3 separate regions of the Zea mays genome follow, and all the other regions are linked to region 2. Evidence: chromatin contacts called from public Hi-C data. All regions are on one chromosome and are shown on one strand. The core of a region is the stretch at or near the end of the contact, and the rest is flanking DNA. Distances in the headings are between cores, read along the strand shown. Region 1 holds the start of LOC100191963. Region 2 holds the start of LOC103630203 (40S ribosomal protein S21-like). Region 3 holds the start of LOC103630205 (pentatricopeptide repeat-containing protein At1g20230).

Region 1 (3,070 bases), core at 148-2,647, 140 kb after region 2:
GGTAGTGTATTAACGATGAGAGATATGAAATGAGTTTCATAGGGATAAAATTATGTCTATACGGTTTCCAATACATTTATGTCTTGCTTTTGACCTAGAAAACAACAAAAATGAAATTATGCATCGTGTGAGATTATTTCATCGTAGTTTCAAACTTCTTTAGATGATGTGTCACTCTAGTTAATCTTGCCTATAAAACTTCCATTGAGAATATACTTAGGTCGTGTTTGTTTCCATAGTGCTAAAGTTTAGCACCTTTAGCACTTGAGGTTTGTTTGGATACAAGTGCTAAACTTTAGCACATTACCCCTACTTAATGCATAAACTACTAGTAGTACAAGAGCCGACCTTGTAGGGAGGAGAGAGAAGGGGCATTCAGTGGAGGAGAAAGGAGAGAGAAATGAGGTTGAGGATCATTTTAGCACAATTTAGCATATTTGGTGAAGCTAAAATTCTAATGGGTCCCTTGCTAAAGTTTAGCACTACACTTTTGCTAAAGCTTAGCTCCTTGGGATGCAAATAAGGTGGCTAAAAGTGTTGTGTTAAAGTTTAGCACTCATTAGTACTTTGGTGAAAGCTTCACCAAAGGTGCTAAACTGTGCTAAAAGTGATTCCAATTTTATTTCTCTTCTCTCTCCCGAGTCCAGCTGAATGCCCCTTCTCTCTCCTCCCCCACCGTCCGACTCTTTTACTGCTTCTAGTTTAGATATTAATTAGAGGTAATATGCTAATCCCTGCAGTGTTCTATTAGTTGTCGTTTAGAACAAAGACATAGTTTATAAAATATAACTTTGACAATGTTTTTTTTGTTAAAATACAATTAAACTCTTAATATATTTATACTTCTATAAAAGCACATTTTAATACAAACCGGTGTATATAAACATTGGATTTCAAAATTAAATAATAAAACCGTTATTTGTATTCAAAATTTTATAAGTTTGATCCAAACCATATCCAAAACAACAACCAATAGGACATAGGAGGGAATAAAGTTTAGTACTTATATCAAACAACTATCAAATGCTAAAGTTTAGTGGAAATAAACATGCCCTTAGGCCCTGTTCGGTTGTTAGGGATTGAAGCCCCGGATTAATTCCTAGCCGGATTACTTCTCTAATTTATATAGATTTTAATGAGCTGGAATAAATCCTGGTCCATTCCGGTGAAACCGAACAGGGCCTTAAAGAGTCCAGAAAGCATTATATTGCACTCACCATGCATTTGACATGTTCATGGTTTCTCGGATGGGCTGCCCTGTATCTCGGGATCACGCATGCGTGCTTGGTAGTCATGCGGCAAGACAAGATGATCCGGCAGGAGAAAACCATCCGCTCCAGTCCACGGTGTATATAAGCTTCAGCGACACTAAACGCTATCTGTGCCAAATCCGTGCTCGCAAACCATGGCGCGGTTCACGATTTTGCCCCTTCCATACGCACTTATTTTGGTCGCTGCGGCGTGCTCCGTGCTGGGCTACGTCCCTTACGACGCGGCGCCGCGGAGCACCGGCGGGGCCGGGCATCACGCCAGCGCTCGAACTTACATCGTCCTGGTCGAGCCTCCGCCTGCGCACACTCATGAAGACGACGAGGCAGCGCACCGCCGGTGGCACGAGTCGTTCCTGCTGAGCTCCGGCGCCGGCGCCGGCAGCCGGCGCCGCGTTCGCCACTCGTACACGAGCGTGCTCTCGGGCTTCGCCGCTAGGCTGACTGACGACGAGCTCGCGGCCGTGTCCAGGAGGCCAGGGTTCGTGCGCGCGTTCCCGGAACGCAGGGTGCAGCTCATGACGACGCGCAGTCCGGGGTTCCTAGGGCTGACTCCCGACGGCGGCGTCTGGAACGCGACCGGCTACGGCGAGGGCACGATCATTGGGTTTCTGGACACCGGGATCGACGAGAAGCACCCTTCGTTCCACGACGACGGCATGCCGCCGCCACCCCCCAGGTGGAAGGGCGCCTGCCAGCCTCCCGTTCGGTGCAACAACAAGCTCATCGGCGCGGCGTCGTTCGTCGGGGACAACACCACCACCGACGACGTCGGGCACGGCACGCACACCACCGGCACGGCGGCCGGCCGGTTCGTGGAAGGAGTCTCGGCCTTCGGCCTTGGCGGCGGCGGCGGCACGGCGGCCGGGATGGCACCCGGCGCGCACCTGGCCGTGTACAAGGTCTGCGACGCCCAAGGGTGCTTCGAGTCCGACTTGCTGGCCGGGATGGACGCCGCCGTGAAGGACGGAGTCGACGTCCTCTCGGTGTCCCTCGGCGGCATCTCCACGCCGTTGGACAAGGACCCCATCGCCATCGGCGCGTTCGCAGCGGTGACCAAGGGCGTCCTCGTAGTGTGCGCCGGCGGCAACAGTGGCCCTCTGCCCTCCACGCTGTCCAACGAAGCGCCGTGGGTATTGACCGTGGCGGCCGGGTCTGTAGACCGGAGCTTCCGTGCCAGCGTGCGGCTTGGCGACGGCGAGATGTTCGAAGGCGAGTCGCTGGTTCAGGACAAGGACTTCAGCTCCAAAGTGTATCCGCTGTACTACTCAAACGGCTTGAACTACTGCGACTACTTCGACGCCAACATCACCGGCATGGTGGTCGTGTGCGACACCGAGACACCGGTGCCACCCATGAGCTCGATCGAGGCGGTCAGCAATGCTGGCGGCGCCGGCGTTGTGTTCATCAACGAACCGGACTTCGGATACACCATCGTCGTGGAGAAGTACGACAACCTCCCCATGTCGCAGGTGACCGCGGTGGACGGCACAAAGATAATGGGCTACGCCATGAAGGGTACGTCGACGAGCAACCATACGGCAACGATCGTGTTCAACAGCACAGTCGTTGGGGTGAAGCCGTCGCCGATCGTGGCAGCCTTCTCGTCGCGCGGCCCCAGCGTCGCCAGCCCCGGAGTGCTGAAGCCCGACATCATGGCGCCGGGGCTCAACATACTCGCCGCGTGGCCGTCGGAGGTGCCCGTCGGGGCCCCCCAGTCGAGCAGCTTCAACGTCGTCTCCGGCACGTCCATGGCGACGCCGCATATCACCGGCGTCGCGGCCCTCGTCAAGAAGGTGCAC
Region 2 (3,393 bases), core at 233-2,732:
TATACAGATCTCAAATTTAAGCAATTATTTGCAATTCAACATAAGGATTGGAATGAATACTTCCATGCAGCTAAAACATCAAATATTCAAATACATTGTTCAATAACCCCATCCACCTCAGTCACGATTGCACAAAAATGGTAATAAACTGATATTCTAGCAGTACAAACCATGCTACTGATATGTTAGCAGTGCATAGTTGCACGAAACATGGTAAAGAAAGGCCTGTTCGAATCCTGTTTGGTAGATGAAGTTCATTTCTAACAATAAACAAACACAATTTAGGGGATTCAAGGAATCTGGATTATATAGTCTTGATTCTAAATAAAAAAAACTACCTCTTTTACATTGTGTTTATTGTGCTTCCATTATAGTTTCTATGGGATATGGAGCTGAAAAGGATATACCAAAATTCAGTCTTCCAGATATGGTAATTTAAAATCTAGAGAAAATTGGTTAGTTACAATATATTTTATTTCATATTTGGGTATGCACTGTCCTTCCTCAGTTTGTGTGCCACTTTGGTATGGTTTGGTCATCTTGCTTCTCTACTCCTCAACTGAGCTATTAATTATCGCTCTCATAAATCATATTGTCGGAGATGAGAGTTTGAGAAAATTTGTGGTTGGTTGGTTGCATCTCTATACTTCTTAATACTATGCTTTGTTTTAACAGTGTCACCATCATAGCTTGACAGAAATCATCGTGTTTTTATGATATGGTCCATCCCAGTTTCTTTAGACTTGTACTCTTGTCAAATTGGTTGTCACCGTGTTATGTGTGGCTGCCCGAATGTGATAGGCCTAAATATGTAATAGAAACGCACGGGTACATAACTAGTAAAATAATATAAAAACAAAGCAGGGCTAGAAAAAATAAAAAGAAAATTAATAACTGTGCGCACAGAAGTTTTAGCCAGTAAGACGAATTCAAAATGGGGCACAATAATTTTATAAACCATATCAGAAATTATGCCCATACGATGGGGTTGCAACTGTTACTGCACATGATCTACAAAGTCAGATCCAGAGCAAAGTATCTGCAAAACAGAAACTACAGCAGCTCTGCACCTCAAAAAATTCGATCCTAACTTTCATTAACACCAGGTAACACATCACAGGTACAATCAGTAAGTCGTTGGTATGTAAGTTATTCATTGGATCCAGAAGAAACTATCCGTAAGCAACGGCACGTAGGTAATTCATCGGATCCAGAAGAAACTATCCGTAAGAATCAGGTCATCGAAATACAAAAGCAAACAAAACCCTAAGTGAATGGAGGCGCAGTAGCTACCATAAATCGAACGCAGAGGGCGATTCACTATGGTCACGGGGAGGCAAGAGAGTACAACTTTGATCCAGTTGCTATCTCATCAACCAGCTCAAGAACATAGGTCGAGCGAGAGTGAGTGAGCCGAGAAGAAACGATACCTTGCAAGAAACAGAGCAAAATGGAGGCGGAGTCCGCAGCAGACGACGGCTGGGAGTCGGACAGGAAAGCGCTGTCCTCTAGGGTTCGGGACATTATATAAGGGTGTCGGCGTGTCTGGGCGAGCCCGCTAATGGGCTCGCGAATGGTGGCCCAGAGAAAGGCCCGTGTATGGATCAGTTAGGCCATTTTTAGACTATGTTTGGAGAGCTTCATTTAAAAATTTTCAAGTCTATTTCAGCTTATTCTATCCAAACAAGTCAAACTTCATGAACTTTAGCTTCAAAAAAAGTAACTATAGGCCAGTTTCATTAAATTTTTTAAACTTCTTAAAGGATGCTTCAAAAACACTATTTTGATACATTTTAATGAAGTTGCACCAAAATTACCCACCATGGCATTGGTCTACCGTTTCATGTATCTTTCTCCACTCATTAATCATCAAGGTTAATTAAGGAAACTCACACAAATTAATTATATTACAGAAGCTGAAATCCATGTACACGGTCTTACAATATGTTAAAGTTGTTTCATGATGAAGCTGGAAAACCGAAACTATAATTTTTGAAATAGAGCCCTCCCAAACAGTGCCTTAGATGAGGATAGGAAAAAGGAAAGAGTTTTTTATTTTTATATTATATGTCGGCCACCATTGAGCATCCTGCTAAATGGTGGAAGGTTACCCCCACCTATATAAAACTATCTCTAAGGTTTTTTCATCCAAACAAGAGTCAAAATATGGGTAAGAGTTTGAGAGAGCTTCATAATGACAAAACCCTAACATATTGTGTCTACCATGACTCAGTATGTCAAATAGACCTATTATTTTTTTAAAAATCCATATCGTAATTTGGATGTATTCATATATTGATGCTAATGTTTTTAGGGGACTAATATGTTAGTTGTCTTGATCCTATGTTGTTCCTCCTTTGTTTCCTCAATGGTCGTGGATAAAGCGATATGTTTTTCCTTTAAACTAGATACTTGCCTAGGTAAGAATCTTGTAAGTTACAAACAACCTAAATTATCATTGAATTGTGGGGCAACAACTTTGATGTCTAACACTATATTGGAAACTTTCAAATGGGCTCTATCGTGGTTTCGAAAAATGGGGGACAATAGATTTGTGTTTAGTGGGGGATGCAAGCGCGAACTCCCTTCGAATGGTGGATCACGGGGATCCGAGCTAGGAACTGAGACACTAGGGTTATACTGGTTTAGGCTTTCACCCTAGTCTAGCGTAGTGTTGATCGTGGTATTGCTTCAAGGCATGTAGTGGTGTGCTTGTGTGTCCTTAGAAAAAAAATAGCATGCCCATTTACAGTTCAAGGGTTGGACCTTACAGAGGAGATCTATTTTCTACGAGAGAGAGAGAGAGAGTGAGTGAGTGAGTGAGTGAGATCTGCTTCTCCAAGTCATTGTGTGTGTTCTCTGTAGGGTCGCGCTTAACCGTACTCTTGGTATGGCATATCGTCTCGCTCGTTCGTCATGCGGCCCCCTGTAGCTAGTCCGTCACTGACACATACATAGTAGTGTGCGGGGGGTCCCTCGGGTCATTCCACGGAGCAGTCGTGTGTGGTGTGATTCTGCCTATCGTCACAAACCTACATCACCTCCTGGCATGCGTAGACATACACCCCGGTATGGTGTACCTGTTGCGCTCTTTCAGGTATGCGAGTCACTGTAGAGACTCCGACGCTGAGGACTCTGACCGAGGTTGACTGGCCCCACGAGTCGGCGAGCGTACATCCATGGGCGCATGCGGGGGTGTTCTGTCGTGTCCGCCAAAGACTTTTTGGTACTGTATGTATGGTTCAGACGTGGCTTGGCGATGTTGCATCTTATCGCGACTACTGTGGGCTAGCAGTGTCGGCCTGGGTTCCCTCCTTGTGGATCTGCTTGGTGGGCACTTGATCATTCTCCCCGCCTCGTGGACTCTCTTGCCGGGGTTTGGTCGTTTGCCCC
Region 3 (3,378 bases), core at 422-2,921, 190 kb after region 2:
CAACCTTAGTGCCTCGCAGACTTGCGCGTTCCGAGATAGTCCCGCAATAAGGGCATTGCAAGAAGCAACATCCATGTGGCTGGACTCATCAAACACCCGAACAACCTCTGCAGCCTGGCCGCACTTCCCGTACATGTCGATGAGGGCGGTGACCACGCAGGCGTCCGCCCTGCAACCTGCCTTCACAGCGTATCCGTGCAGCTGTTGGCCCACCGAAACCAAACCGACGTCCCCAACAGCAGACAGCGCGCACGAGACGCCCGTGGCGTCAGGACGCAGGAGCCCTTCCCCGTGCATGGTCGCCAGCGCAACGACCGCGTCCCGGGCACGGCCACTGCGGTTGAGCCCGGACACGAGCCCGTTCCAGGTGATCACGTTCGGCTCCACGCCGCCATCCCGCCGCATCTCCTCGAGCAGGCGCCAGGCGCCCTCGGCGTCCCCGCGCGCCGCGTGCGCCGCGACCAGCGCGCTCCAGCCGACGACGGTCCTCTGCGGGCGCGGCATTCCGTCGAACAAGGCGCGGGCGTTGCCCGTGGTACCGAGGCGGAGATAGGCGTGTAGGAGCGAGGAGGCGACGAAGGGGTCCCGCGCGAGGCCGCTGACCTCGGCGACGGCGTGGAGAGCGCGGGCGAGCGGCAGTGTCGGGCATGACTTGAACGCGGTGGGGAGGAGGTGCGGGTCCGGAGGGAAGGAAACGTGGCGGAGGAAGTGGTGGAGGGAGCTGGAATGGGGCATGCCCATACAACTACTCTACTCTGTTCACTCGTGAACGCGGGATGGTTGTTGTGATAGCAGGCTAAGGTCTGTTTCAATCTAAAGAGATAAACTTTAGCAGTTTTTTTAACTATTTTTATTCATTTGGTAATCTAAACAGAAGAGCTAATGATGATATGATAAAATTTAGTACCTATTATGTCATAAGTTGCTCAAGGCATGCTAAAAGAACCTAAACGTGAGCCAGAGAACCCTATTTTCCACCCATACCCTCTAACCTCATTCCCTCTCCGCATTAGGGACATGAGTGTCTTTTTATTCCAATATGCTAAACTTTATTAGAGTAATCCAAACATTCCAAAAAACTAAACTTTAGCACTTCAATTCATATAGCTAAAATTAGTAGAAAGCTAAAGTTTATCCCGTAAGATTGAAACGGGCTTAATTCTCTCACTTCCTCAAAAATCAATAAGCAGCCTAATTACTTCTTTACATTTTAGAGATGAGTGGCCAACATCTTCATCGAATCTTTGGTAGGCCGAGTAGAGGGTATTTCACCAAGCAGTATTTCAAGATACACTGTATACATTCTCAGAAAAACAAATGTGTCATCTTCTCAAGCGGCTAGCTTCCACCGGCTGCTCCGCATGCTCGTCGACGTCGCACCCACGGGCGGCGCTGCGTACGCTGTAGGCGGCAAGTCCTGTGGCGGGCGCGCAGCCGAGTACGCCGTCGCCGCGGCAGCCAAGTACGCCATCGTCGGACACGGGCCGCCAGCTGCCTGCACCCGCGGGGTTCCCTCGGTCCGGGCGGCAAGGTGGTCCGGCTGGACGACCCCGCCGAGCTTGTAAGAGAGGTTGAGCACGCCCTGGGGCTTGCTTGAGCCGCCGATCCTGCGGACGGGGAAGCAGGCGACCGTGGCGTCCGTCGTGGGCCCGTCCCCGGCCCCAGCGAGGACGTCGGCGAGCGGGAGGAGCACCTCGCCGACGTCGCGGTCGCCGCCCAGCGCGCGCTCCGTGCGCAGCAGGATGCGGACGGCGCGGCTCCCGGTGCCTGCGGAGGCCGGGACTGTGAGCAGGACGGTGGCGTTCCAGGTGGGGTTGCGGCCGCCGGCGCGGTCGGCGGGGACGCGCTGCCGCGAGCGCGGGTCGCCGGCTTCGTAGGCCACCGCGTAGACCTCCATCTTGGAGACGAGGTTGACGGCACGGAGGTCCCTCGCGGAGACCAGCGTCAGCTCCAGCGTTCTACACGCCATGGCAAGAGAACCACAAGAGTCGAGCGCCTAGCCGCCTGCCGCCTACACGACATGGCCAGAGAACCACAAGAGTTGAGGGCTTTTATTTAGAGCTTTTGTCAAGAGCATCGTTTGACCGTTTAGTAGTGCTCGATCTCATTGCAGCGCAGCCAGTGCTTTTGGTTCCGACAGCGACAGGGCACAACAGAATCCACATCTGCTTTGCAGATCGATTTTCTTTCTCGTCGATTCGCTCAACGCGCTGGCATGGTACACGATAGATTTTACAAAAACAAAATGGAACAGGACGTGTTCTGCGTGCTATGGATTTCGTCGTATCCAATAATATATTCTCCGTGAAGACAATCAGGTGCTGTTTGGTATAGCAACGGTAATGATTTCTAATAAATAGCAATGGTAATGATTTGTTAGAAATTTAGGCATTCTTTTAATCCGAAAATATAGCGCGATAAACGTGATGTGCATGCGTGCATAATTACTCACAGTAGTATTAAACAACAAAATAACATGCACAAAAAATAATGAACAGTGAGTACAGTGAGGAGAGATAAATGCTCAAGGCATCGATGACTCCATTTACATGAGACATTTCGTGTGTATGTTCGATGTGGACGACTAAACCAATGCAGGAAAAGGTACGCAGTGCAGTCCCTCGAACGGTCACCGAGAAGAAGTCGTACAGCAGGAACAGCAACCGTCCGGAAGAAGATGAGGAAGACGAACAACAACGTCGCCCACCAGGAGGAAGACGAAGGTTTCCGAGAACAAGGCAATGTCGATCTCGCGAACAAGCCGATGTCAATTTAGCGAACAAGCTGAGACATCAATGGACTCTGTGACGATCAAGCAGTCACATCGTGTGCCCCCCAAAACCTGATGAGCTGCCTATCCCGAGCAGGATCTCAAGAACACAGAGCCGGGAAAACAGAATGCCATGTAGCAGTGTGTGACAGGGCGCTAGGAAATTCTCGTGGATCACTAGATAAAAGAATGATCCAGTCATATATAAACGCACACGGGAATGTGAGGAGATGCCATCATGTAAAACAGCAGTCATAAACTAGCCATAACAATGACTGTTACTAGTAACTCCAAGACATAAAAATGTTTGTTACTAGTAAGCCATCAAAATGATCGTTACTAGTAACTCCAAGACATAAAAATGCCCATTACTAGTAACTTATCATTAATCTTCACCTTATCCTCTCATAATTTCCCTTGGAAGATAAATGGGGTTCACCCAAAATATTCTAATAATCTCCATCAAATTCCAATGCACGTGTAAAATACTCTTAGCTCCAATGTTATATGATATATCAGTGTTTCGATGGAGACTGTTAAGTCAAACATCCATCTAGGATAGAGATTACGTTCATCCACAACTGAACAATGGACCATGCCTTGAATTG

Evidence for each region. Hi-C and Micro-C count contacts between places; a contact is called where the count stands out from the background.
Region 1: a contact with region 2 is called in a Hi-C map of endosperm, with 3 times the contacts expected there. The contact joins the promoter of LOC100191963 here to the promoter of LOC103630203 in region 2. A contact is called at or near these places in 4 of 25 Hi-C or Micro-C datasets (ear, endosperm, leaf and 1 more).
Region 3: a Hi-C map of ear shows a contact between it and region 2, with 1.8 times the contacts expected there. The contact joins the promoter of LOC103630205 here to the promoter of LOC103630203 in region 2. A contact is called at or near these places in 2 of 25 Hi-C or Micro-C datasets (ear and tassel).

Annotation. Positions count from the first base shown.
Region 1 is chr6:148,013,549-148,016,618 of Zm-B73-REFERENCE-NAM-5.0, forward strand. LOC100191963 reads left to right here and starts at 1,398. Exons shown (of 1, transcript NM_001137387.1): 1 at 1,398-3,070. The coding sequence starts at 1,406.
Region 2 is chr6:147,876,317-147,879,709 of Zm-B73-REFERENCE-NAM-5.0, forward strand. LOC103630203 (40S ribosomal protein S21-like) reads right to left here and starts at 1,483. Exons shown (of 4, transcript NM_001378309.1): 1 at 1,431-1,483.
Region 3 is chr6:148,069,530-148,072,907 of Zm-B73-REFERENCE-NAM-5.0, forward strand. LOC103630205 (pentatricopeptide repeat-containing protein At1g20230) reads right to left here and starts at 1,672. Exons shown (of 2, transcript XM_008651282.4): 1 at 1-1,672. The coding sequence starts at 741.